Regions from separate parts of the Zea mays genome. Here region 2 is linked to region 1. The links are chromatin contacts, called in public Hi-C maps. All regions are on one chromosome and are shown on one strand. The core of a region is the stretch at or near the end of the contact, and the rest is flanking DNA. Distances in the headings are between cores, read along the strand shown.

Region 1 (6,116 bases), core at 1,149-3,648:
TGTGGCGGCGCAATGGTACCGAGCCCTCTTTTGGCTGCTGAATCGTGATTGTCGTTCATAACAGCTTGGAGACAGAACATAGAACGCATGCACAAAGATAATTTGATCTCCTTACATACAAAATGCAGGGAAAAGAAATAATAAAAGAAAGATTATACAGTAAATGGTAGTATCATCAATTAGAAGATGTTTGTAATCTCTTTTTTACTAAGTAAATATTTCGGATGGCAATATTGTGAAGCACTACGTTGAGTCCCAAATGTGCAATTCTGTATGCTTACAACGTTTCAAAGGGTGCATAACAGTATTATATATATATATATATATGTGTGTGTGTAATTTTTATTGGAGTACTAACTTATGACAACGTTTCAAAGGCGGGAGCGCAGCGGTAAAGCTGCTAACTTATGACGCAGATTCTGGGTCGTGAAAATAGGCTCTTGTAGATACACAAAAAATCTGTTTGACAACTAACTTGATGAATACTTGGCGACGAATTCAGCAATATTCTTGTCCGAGCTCCCTCCGTACTGTGCAGCTTCCTTGGCCTTTTTCATCCACACATTGGCATTCATCCTGTACTCATCTTTTCTATCCCCATCCATGACATCCTTGATGCACCTCGCCACCTCGTCTCTCGTCACCAAGCCTTTCTCATCCTTGCGCACCTTGACACCCAAGCCCCACACGCTCTCCATGTATTTCGATATGGTCGGCTGGTCAGCCCAGTGTGGTACTGCCACCATTGGCACGCCATTAACAATCGCTTCTAGTGTCGAGTTCCATCCACAGTGCGTGAAGAAACAGCCTGCATGTTTGAAATACGCAACTAAATTTCACATTCCTTGCCAGTTTGTCTCATTTTTCCTCATATATATATATATATATATATATAAGCTATATTTGGATACTCTAGTATTTAGTACAATGTATATAAGTTAAGGTAGATTAAGGTGTAAATTAGTTTAATTTACACCCGAAACCCCCTCAACCAATATGTGCTGAGATGAATACTATAGCATCCAAACAAGCCCGTAAGAGTAAGAGAATAACCATTTCCCATATATTACCTGTAGCTTTATGTGCAAGAACTTCGAGCTGTGGGCACCAAGAGACAACAAGGCCGCGCTCCTTGCACTTGTCGCGAAGCTCATCCGACAGCTTGTGTTCTTCATTCGACCTCACAACCCAAATGAATGGTTTGCCAGAACTGTACAGCCCGTTGCCAAGCTCTTCTAGCTGATTTTCGTCGTAATCTGAAACAGTTCCATAGGATACGAGAACTACAGAACGCGGACGCTGCTTGTCAAGCCAAGGCAGACATGAGTCGCTGCTGCTGAAGAGGTTGAATCCGTAGGCCTTGTTCAACGGAAAGCGGTCATCATCAAGGTAAAATGATGGCAACGTTGGGCCTATTGTCTTCGCGCGCCATGTTAGGGACATATAATCTGCCTCCTGCTCAGTTAATTAGCAACGCAAAAATGTGTCAAAAAAAGAAAATCAATCTTGTGATGGCGAAGTGGAATCAAAGGAAACAACAGAGCAATCATGGACTTGCTTGCTTCAGCAGCGAAAATTCACTTGAGCAAAACAGCAAACAGGTGCCGTGCCGGCCGTGGTGACGCGCGGTACGGTAACCTCTCTCACCGTGGGTTCGATGTCGCGGAATGAGTTGACGAGCACGTCGTCGGCGTCCTCCAGCCCCTCGAACTGCCGCACCGTCGCCCGAAGGAACACGGGGCACCAGTCTGGCCTGGCCGCGAACGGCGGCACGTCGTCGGGCCCGAGGTCGACACCCAGCAGCCCGCGCGCGAACAGCTCCTTCCCGTCCACCACGGGCAGCGGCAGCCGCCCCGCCCACACCTCCCCGTAGATGACGTCAACGGAGCACGGCTGCGACAGGAACGCCACCGCCGGCACCCCGGCCGCCTGCGCCACCCAGCGCGCCCACGGCAGGTGCGGGTCGTAAACCACCACGCGCACGGGCCGGCCCTCGGCGGCCTCCGTCCGGATCAGCTCCGCCAGCGTCTCCGAACCCACGGCCTCGAGCTGGCGATAGTACTCAGCGATGTCGGGGCACGCGGCCGCGCCGCCGCCGTCGAAGCCGTCGGAAATGGCTGCCACCCTGAAGGGCTCCCCTGGGGGCGGCGTGGTGGAGAGTACGTACCGGGAGGTGACGAGCGTGGGGCGGAAGCCGTGGTAGGCGAGGCGGCGGCCAAACTGGAGCAGCGGGTTCGTGTGGCCCTGCGCGCCAGGGTACGGCAGGAGCAGCACGTGTGCGCCGCCGCCGCCCCCGGGGCCGCTGGCAGCAGAGGAGGAGGAAGACGAGGTGGCGCTCGTGCTTGTGCTCCCCATGGTTTGTTGTCTTCAGCTTTGAGTTCGCACTTCGTAGTGATCAGAGCCTGGGCCCTGGAGTAAATAAATAAGGCGTTCCTTTGCTGTGGGTGGAGGCACAGCGGCGTGGCGCGCAAGTTTTCTCGTTCGTTGGAACTTGGAAAGTCGAAGTCGGAGTTGACCATTGACTGGTGTCGTAGCACGTTTTTTTTGGTTGTTGATGGAGTTGTCTGTCCAGCCTTTTCTTTCTTTCTTTCCTGGCTCCAAGCCAACAAAAATACGCTTTTCTTTTCGGAATTGCTAGCGTGGTTCCTGTCATCTTCGACTTTTAGTTGTCTTGTACCTCCGGAATTGCTAGCGTGGTTCCTGTCATCTTCCGCTTTTTCTTTCGGATTTGCCACAAAGACCACCTGACATAGCGACGCAAAATTTTTCTAAAACTTAAATTGTTTGAACTGCAATCTCTATGCTACTAATCTCGTTACCAAATAAATGGAATCTGTCTATGCCTTGTGCAGTCATGATTTGATTGTGGTCACTCCTCAAATATGTTATCTTTTTTATATCTGTGATGTTGTGCCATTATAGATTGCATCTGTCTATGCTAATTTTTTTTAGATAACGAAAACATAGTTCGAACTTGGTCTCAAACGAGGTTATGACCAATTATTACAACCGAAGGCAGCATATTGTCTTGACCCATCACACGATCTCATCAAAAACACCCAATACTAAATCAAAGCTACTACAAAGTTAAACGCAACAAAGATCTCCATCCGAAAATTGTGGAAATGTAGTAGCACCATCTCCACATTACGACATGAAGACTTTTATTAACTTTTGGTCCTCCCTTTTAGGCTAAAGCTAGGTCTAGAAGCAGGCACCAATAAGTTGTCCTAAAGATTACCTGCAAACAAGATTTAGGAGACCATTTATTGAAAACCACATCATTCCTGCTTCACCAAGTAGCCCAACGAAGTGCAAATGCAACAATTAATAGTTAGTGGCATGATCTTACCAGCAGCCCCCTCGCCCAGACCCCAAACAATTCATTAGCATCCCGAGGAGGTCTCGACCCCGTATTTATCTGTAACAAACGCCATATGAAAGACGCATATGAGCACCTGAAAAACAGATGTTTTATTGTCTCCAGTCTGCTACAAAAGCAATAGGTCTTATTATCATTCCAATTCCTGATAGCCAAGTTATCCTTTGTAAAAGTTACACCTCTTTTGATGTACCACATAAAACTTTTATTTTCAAAGGTATCTTAAGTTTCCAAAGTTCCTTGTTATCCACTTCCACCCCACTGCTGAGAGTTCCTAAACAGTAAACAACCCATTAGTAGTCAAGTTCCATCTAAACGGGTCCCTATTAATATCCAAATTAGTATGTGCCACCAGTGTCACTAGTTGAAACAACTGGACTCTCAACTGGTGTACCAAACCCCTACGAAAGGATATGTTTAAGGACACTGTTACGTTCTTCCTCCTTGCTAAGTTATATAGAAGCGAAAATCAATATTTTAATGCTTCCAACCCAAACCAATCATCCTCCTGGAAACGCACTTGGGACCTATCATGTGCTTGAAAGGTACCTTTACTGATGAATAAATCCTTAATTTTCATAAGGCCACTCCAAAAGTGTGAACATGTGGCCCTTTGTTGTGCCTGGGATAAGGTTTGATTGACCAGATATTTTCTTCTCAGAAAGGATTGCCACATTCTTTCTTCATTGAGAAGTTTATTCAACCATTTTCTTAAGAGACATTAATTTTGTACCTCTAAATTCAAAATGCCTAACCCATCTAACTCATTAGGTTGGCAAATTACATCCCATCTAGTAGGTATAAACACCGGTTGTCCATCATAGTCTGCACTTGGGATGGACATGGACACCAATATGTAGTAGATGTTTGAAATAAATATATTTCTAGCCGCTGACATGGCTTGCACATGCAAGCAGATCTGCTTTTCATGGGATGTCGCCATGTCGGAGGAAAAATAGGGGTTGGATTGGAAGGCATGCAAAGTGGGGACCACATGAGATTTTTTTTATCATTCAATCAACCAGGGGCTTTCACATGTAGCCACGGTTCCCACTCTCACTGTTTCAGATCCACTTGTATAGCCAACCCCTCTGACTTAGTCTGTTTTCTCTCTTCCATTGTGTTGCCACCACGTCATGAAGCAGGCGATCGTGGTGTGTGCCAGCACATTCTGGGCACCATCACACCACGCACCCGTGCGGCGCAAGGGCACCGCGGCGGCGGAGCTGCTCCAGGTGCTGCTCGCCTGCCGCTTTTCTATGTCCCCAGCTGTGGCCTACGTGCCTGCCTCAGATTAGCGTGAATTTGATCGGATACGGGCTCGACCACGGTCGATGCACCGCGAGAAAGCGGTCCCGAGTTGGTGCGCCACGCCCCAGACCAGCCGCCCTCGCTTGGCCAGGCGTGGCCCCTCGCGGATGGACGCTCTTCCAATGCGGCGTACGACCTCCGGTGTGCGGCGTGACATGCGGGCCCTGCCACGGCATGGCTACGCCCCCCCCCCCCCCCCCCCCCCCGGCGTGACTGCTGGCGCGGGCATGGGTGCCAGCGCGCAGCATGGCCCCGATGCTATTTTATTTTTCTCTCTGAATAGCAGTACAAGATTTCATCCTCAACGTGATACATACCGCTTAATTACATAGAGGAGAATTGAAGCCTATCGCGTAGGACAGTTCGACTTGACGAAGAGTTGATGCAGATCTAATCCCGCAGCAATGTCGAGGTAAAGCGTGCTGATAACGTGTTGAGGACTATATTGCCACAGATTACCAGATCCGCTCTCTTCCCTCCTGTCAGCAGTAGAGGCGCGAGAAGTCCTAGAATCCTGTTCCCTTCCCCAGCAATCCGTACACTCAGAGAACAAATGAGACACAATATATAGGGTTTGGTCTCTTGCCTCTTTTTTTTCTATTCTCTTATGAGAGGGTACAAATTTCTTTATATAGAGACGTGAGACCCTCAGTGGTAAAATTGGTATTTGACCATATAACCTTAATTAGGGTTACTTAACATGGATGACCCTTCAATCTATCAGTGGTAAAACTGATTTATGGTACAAGATAGAAATTGTTAAAAGGACGCGCTTTTATCAGTTTTTTTGGGGGGTTGGGGGGAGGAAACGCGTATAGACATATAGTACAAATAAACTGTGTGAATGGATATATATACAGCTACGAATGTTCCGTTTGCTGACCACCACTGCGCGCGCAACATATTGGTCACGTGTGAAATAGCCAAATAGAGGTTGTTTCCAACACAATTTATCTTCTCTAATCTGCAAAGATGCACGGAGGGAGCCTTTTCTCGGTAGTACTAAGTAATTCGTCAACAACACGGTGCACTTGTCTAATTGGATGCCCTTGTCGTTTTGTTCGTGCATTGATCTTTACTAAGCATATGTTTAGTTGTCTACACGGGGAAGACATGGGCTGCACGAACGAATGCAAAATTCAATTGAACGCCAATTGTCGTTCGTACCGTCAAAACGTCCCTATCGGATCAACCGGTCGAGCGAGTGTGGCTGCACGGCCAGAGGGAACCAATCGACGAATAGAAACGTACGACAGCACCGCGCCTAAGGCTAACTGCAACACTGTCCCCTGGGCAGCCCCTTCCCTTGCATGCTGCCTGTAGGGGCACTCTACGGCCGCAGCAGTGCCCCTACAGCGCCTCTACGCGCCGGTCCCTTTCTCTCTCCCTCCAGATATAGTGTGTCACTGTTCATCCCTAAACA
Region 2 (5,763 bases), core at 403-2,902, 340 kb before region 1:
CATGTAAGAACCCAACCTAACATGAAAAAGAATGACAAATGGTAGGTTGACTGGATTAATCAAAGCAAGAAAACACACACACACATCATAACTGACCTCGTGCCCTTGAGGTGTGATGTGGTACACACAGAAATTGTGAAGCAACAGCGACGCAGCCTCTGGACAGAAGAACAATCCTTGGAAGCAAGACATGTCTACCGAACAGGAAGAGTTTTCCCAGCGTATTAAGCTGTTGTACTGTATCTATGAAAAACGATTGCGTTCTTTACAAATAAATCTAGAGGCAACAAACGCACTCACGATTCAAGGCTAAATCCGGATAAGTTACGAGCGCGGGCTTGTCCTCGTCTCCGTATACAGAAACCGATAGAGGGCCGTGCCTCGTCCTCACTCGATGCCCCTGAGGAAACACGAGTCAGATGCACACGTTTAGGATCATCAGGGTTCAGTACCATACAGAGAAATAATAACACAATCAGACATATTACGCCACATTATTATTACATCTAATTCTCATCAGTTGACCAAACAACTTTCCCCTTGATACTGATAATCGCCAGGCATTGCCGCGTAAAAAGGGCAGGAGTTGCATTAGCAATAAACAACTAAGGGGTATTTGGTTTCTAGTAACTAATTTTTAGTCTCTCTATTATATTTTATTTTAGCCTCTAAATTATTAAATGCAACAACTAAAATATAGTTTTAGTTTCCATATTAAAAAATTTATGTATTAAAATAAAATGAAATGGAGGAAATAAAAATTATTCACTAGAAATAAAAAAGGTTTTTTAAGCTGATGCTCTCATATTTTTACCTTTAGTCATGATTTTTCTCGGTTTTGTCCTGCTCTTAAAAAACCCCTAAATTTCGTGCCACCTAACCTGTCGGCCTTCCTGTTCTTAACATCATCAACCACAGACAGTTGGGGCTCTCATTCTCTCAATTACAACCACATGCCCACATCATAGGTACACATTGAAAGCAGTGCCACACACACCAGGGAAGTGGGGAACCATCACGCCGCAATAGCTAATCCTCTTATCCCCAATTTACAAGCATTGCCGCTAATAATAGAGAACAGAGAAAAAGAGGGAACATGAACTTCTAATGACAAACACCCCTATCGGACCCGCCGCAATAGTTAGGCCTAGGCGAGAAAGAGCAAGCACAAACCCCAGGGCGACGAACCAAACTCAAACCCTCCCCACACGAATGCACCCAGCCCAATCGGAAATGGGACAAACAAAAATAAGAGAAGCGGGAGGAGGCCGCGCACGGACCTTGCCGCCAAAGAAGATCCGCTCGACGTCGACCGACACGGAGTCGCTGGAGTCCCCCATGGCGGTCGCCTCCCTTAACTCCCTAGAATCTCCTTCTGCCTCCTCTCTCCCCCGCTGCTGGTCTGGCTTGCCTTGCCTTCGTTGGCTCCCCACTAAAATTCTTCGCGTACATGCGCGCGCGTGTAATATATACGTGGAGGCGGAGCCGCCCAGAATAAGCACCCCCACCCCCAACCCACGCCCACCGACGGCGCGGCGGTCAGCTCACCGCCCACGGTGCCCCACCCAACGGCGCCAGAGACACAAAAAAAAACAATGCGCCTGAGGGGCAAGGGCCCACCTGTCACAGAGGGTTCCGCGTTTGACTAATCTGCGGGCCCTTTTATTACTTTTTTTGCTTTGCTAGGCGTGGTACCGACAGGCGACAGCTCGGACAGGTCGCTTGCTAGGGGCACCCCCACGTTTGCCCCTCGTGAAAGGCGTTTACACCTGTGGTAACCGCGGGGATGGTCTCTTTTTTTTTGGGTTGGAGGAAAGTGTTTTCAGCTTTAGTAAAATATGGTGTGGGATGAAATCTTGTTAGGGATGAAAACGGTCGGAAACGATCGGAAAACACTAAAACCGTTACCGTTTCCATATTTTTTATCGGAAACGAAATCGGAAACGGTAATTTCGGAAACGAAAACGACATCGGTATTTCGGAATCATCGAAAACGGAAGTTCGGTACAAAAAAAACATCGGTATCGGTCGGAATCTAAAATACAATCGGTAACTATATCAATATAAAAAACATACGCTTTCATGGAGGTGAAGCTTCACCTTCACTAGCCATTAGAGCGTATCACTGCAAATAAAAATTGTGACATTAGAGTAGATCACACCTTCACATTTTCCTTTTTTTTATCGGATTTTTGTTTGAGCAAACACCTGTTTTAGATAACACATGTTTTGGATATGTGTTATTACTCCGTAGTATTTTATATGAACACCCCCACATACTTTAAAGCCCATGATATGGCACTCAGTAAAGCATCAATGTGACTAATCATTAAAAAAACTGGTAAGCATTTTCTGCGCATAAAAAATATCTACCATTTGTTTCCTGTAGCTTGAACGGTGGACTACGGTGTTCTACTTCCATGCTTTATAGCAAAAAGGTCAAACAATGCAGCGTCGTCAAGCGCGAGGCATTGATAGCGATGCGATTGCGTCTGGATAATGAGGTCACTGGATCACATTTGCCATGTGCAAACTGCAGCCTCCAGCCTCCAGGGTACGAAGCAGACTTCAATCCCGAAACCAGAACAGAACCAGAACGGCGGGACCGGCATATGAACTGATCGAGCAAGCCACGGATGCGTCGGGCGCGTGAGGAGGAAGAGCAGCGACAGGAGGAGGACTGAAGTGCGTCCATGGCGGCTCAGTGCGTCCGGCAGTCTGTGCGTGCATGAGTGCGTCCGGCAGTCTGTGCGTGTATTAGGGATTACAGATTACTTACTGGATTGGGGCATTGGGGACAGTTCGTCCGTCCGTGGTCCGGCAGAGAGGAGAGGAGGAAGATGAGTCACACCGTCACGGGATTTAGGGGCACGCCATGGAGCGTCGAGCTGAGCAGTGGCGACTGGCGGTGGGCGGTGTCGCTATGCAGTGCTTGCTGTGCCGTGCAGGCGTGCGGCGGCTGTGCCTGGGCGAGGGCAACGAAAGACTAGAAGTGGACTGTGGTGGCCGACGACAGATGAGCTGTGGAGGCCTGCTGGGCTGCTTGCTCCCATGGGCCGTCTGAGTTGTGAATTTAGATTTTAGAAATTGGGCTGGGCCATGAGTTTCGGTAAATTCCGAATTTTGAATTCGGTAAATTCCGATCCAAAACGGTAACCGAACAAAACGGTCGGTAAAGGGCTATACCGATTTCGATACCGATTCCGATCTAAAATTCCGATGACCGATTCCGATTCCGAGAAATACCGATACCGACGATTCCGATCGGAAAAAATCGAAAACGGTTTCCGGAATTCCGAAAAATTCCGAAACCGTTTTCATCCAAGTAATGGTGATAAATACGCTCTAAAATTAGTTATTGGCACCAGGTTTTAGTTACGGCCGTTTTTGAAAGAAAAAAAAATGTGTGCTGGCTCTAAACTCTTTCCATACTTAGTCAACAGCATATTTTATAATATTACAAATACGTCGTGAACAACATGAATGGAAATAATGCATTTAACCATGCAACATTGGCCTTGAATTTGTTCTTTTAAAAATACTTTTAAATGATTTATTTGTATACCGTTTGTATAATTTAACAATGGCAAGAAACAAATGCAAGATCATGTAGGAGGCAAGGCAACATCAAGGGCTATGTTTCATCAGTCATCATGACCAAAGTTCTCAACTAAATCCCATGAGATTAAGAATAACTTAGCGCATGTTATGTTTTTTTTGCCAACTAAAACACTATGGGTTTGCGCGTGTCACCACCGCACAAACAAATACGGGACGTGTAGTACTAGTGACATGACCATCACATGCCGTTGGTGATGGTTCTAAATATGCTCCAAAATCGGTACTACTGGTAGATTTTGATCGTGGTCTTTATGAAAAAACATGTGCTCATAATGCTTTCCATACTTAGCCAATAACATATTCTGAGTATCAAGACAATCATAATGAGAATAATTTAGAGGTGTTTGAATGCACTAGAGCTAATAGTTAGTGGCTAAAATTAGTCAGATTATCCAGACACTCTAGCTAATAGTTTAGCTATTAGCTATTTTTGGTAAATTAGTTAATAGTTAGGTAGTTGTTTGTTAGCTAGCTAATTTTACTACTAATTTTTAGTCAACTAACTACTAGTTTTAATGCATTCAGACATCCCTTAGTCGATCAAAATGTAGTTTCACATTTTATTTTTCAAAATAAAACACGACGGTGAAGCTCGAAGAATAGATCAAAATAAATTCATACTACTTTCATCCATAAAGAACGCACTTGTCGTTTTAGAGGACATACTAGTGAACAAATAGACAGTATATATGTCACTGTTCATTTTATTTTTTTCATCAAAATAGGAAAGTTGGCTATTTGTGATTTAGCATGATCATTATTGTCGTATTTTCGTTTTTTTATTTAAAACAAAAATATCTTATTCTAACCACTTTTGGTTTCTGTAATTGCAATGTCATTAATATCATTTTTTGTACGTTTTCATGTCAATATATTACACTACATTTTACCAAACCAATGTGCAAATGTAGAATTAGTTTTTTACAACATTTGAATGCTACAATTACATCATTTTCATGAGGAAGGGAGTAATTGACTATTGTGTGTCGCTAGGCAGAAGTGGTGGGTCTTATGGCACCCCCTCCATGACAATGAAACTCCTATTATTGTTTTTTGTTCTTGCCAATGAAGAGAGAAAGTAAAGTTTCAAGGTTGAAGATGACATGAGGCCATGCACGAACTCCTTTTAAACCTTTGTTGTTTGTGATACGCTCTTTCGCTAGACATGAATTAATCATAACAAGAAACCGGTTTACATATTCTAGTACTCGCTAGACCAAACTATAAATTTGACCAAATAATGAGTACTAATACATGACATTCTAGATAAAGACTAATATAATCATTATAATGAAATGCATTTTCATGCTATATATATTTTGAGTATGAATTTAGCTAAATTTAAGATAGTCTAACTTAAATTGCACCTAGAATTTTTTCCAATCTCATCCAATCCATGGGTAACGGGATTAACCGAACAAGGCCTAACTGAACCTAAATACTACGTTGTGGTTCTTCAAGTATTAGATACATCTAATAAATCTCTTCATACAAACTAATGTATCAAGTCTTATATCTTATTCACTATAATCTCTCAAGATGGGACTCATTTATGCCTCGTTTGGTTACTTTAGTCTAGGGACTAAAGTTTAGTTAGAAGACTAATATAAAATTTAGTTTCTACTCTATTTGGTTATAGGGACTAAAACTATTCAAAACATATTAAGTAAATCATAAGAGGACTAAAATAACCCTTAGCATTCTCACAACATTAGTGCAACTGAAATAAAAGAAGGGCAAAAAGTGGAATTTATATGGTTTTGTCGGGTACCGTAATTAGGGGTACCCCCAACACTCCTAAAACACGGCTGGTAAACACCCTCAGCACAAACTGCAAAGACTGATGGGCGCGGTTCAGGTCAAGACCTCGTCTACCAAGGGACACAATCTCGCCTCGCCCGAGCCCGGCCTCGGGCGGGAACAGTAGTCCCGGACGAATTTACGCCTCGCCCGAGGGCCTCCTCAGGCGGTGGGCACACCCTCGGCTCGCTCGAAGCCCAGCTCGGGCAGGCTTCGTCGAGAAGCAACCTTGGCCAAATCGCCTTACCAACCGGCCGTATCGCAGACGCATTCAATGCGAAGATCGCCTGACACCTTATCCTGACACACGCGTCTCAGTCGGCAAGGTCGAAGTGACCGCAG

Evidence for each region. Hi-C and Micro-C count contacts between places; a contact is called where the count stands out from the background.
Region 2: a Hi-C map of ear shows a contact between it and region 1, with 1.8 times the contacts expected there. The contact joins the promoter of LOC103634902 here to the promoter of LOC100274322 in region 1. A contact is called at or near these places in 2 of 25 Hi-C or Micro-C datasets (ear and endosperm).

The regions. Positions count from the first base shown.
Region 1 is chr8:20,575,485-20,581,600 of Zm-B73-REFERENCE-NAM-5.0, reverse strand. It overlaps LOC100274322 (UDP-glycosyltransferase 74B1), which reads right to left and starts at 2,398. Exons shown (of 3, transcript NM_001360567.1): 1 at 1,648-2,398; 2 at 1,071-1,455; 3 at 262-808. The coding sequence starts at 2,355. The coding sequence ends at 471.
Region 2 is chr8:20,919,297-20,925,059 of Zm-B73-REFERENCE-NAM-5.0, reverse strand. LOC103634902 (protein NDL1) reads right to left here and starts at 1,652. Exons shown (of 11, transcript XM_008657476.3): 1 at 1,281-1,652; 2 at 301-400; 3 at 97-194. The coding sequence starts at 1,340.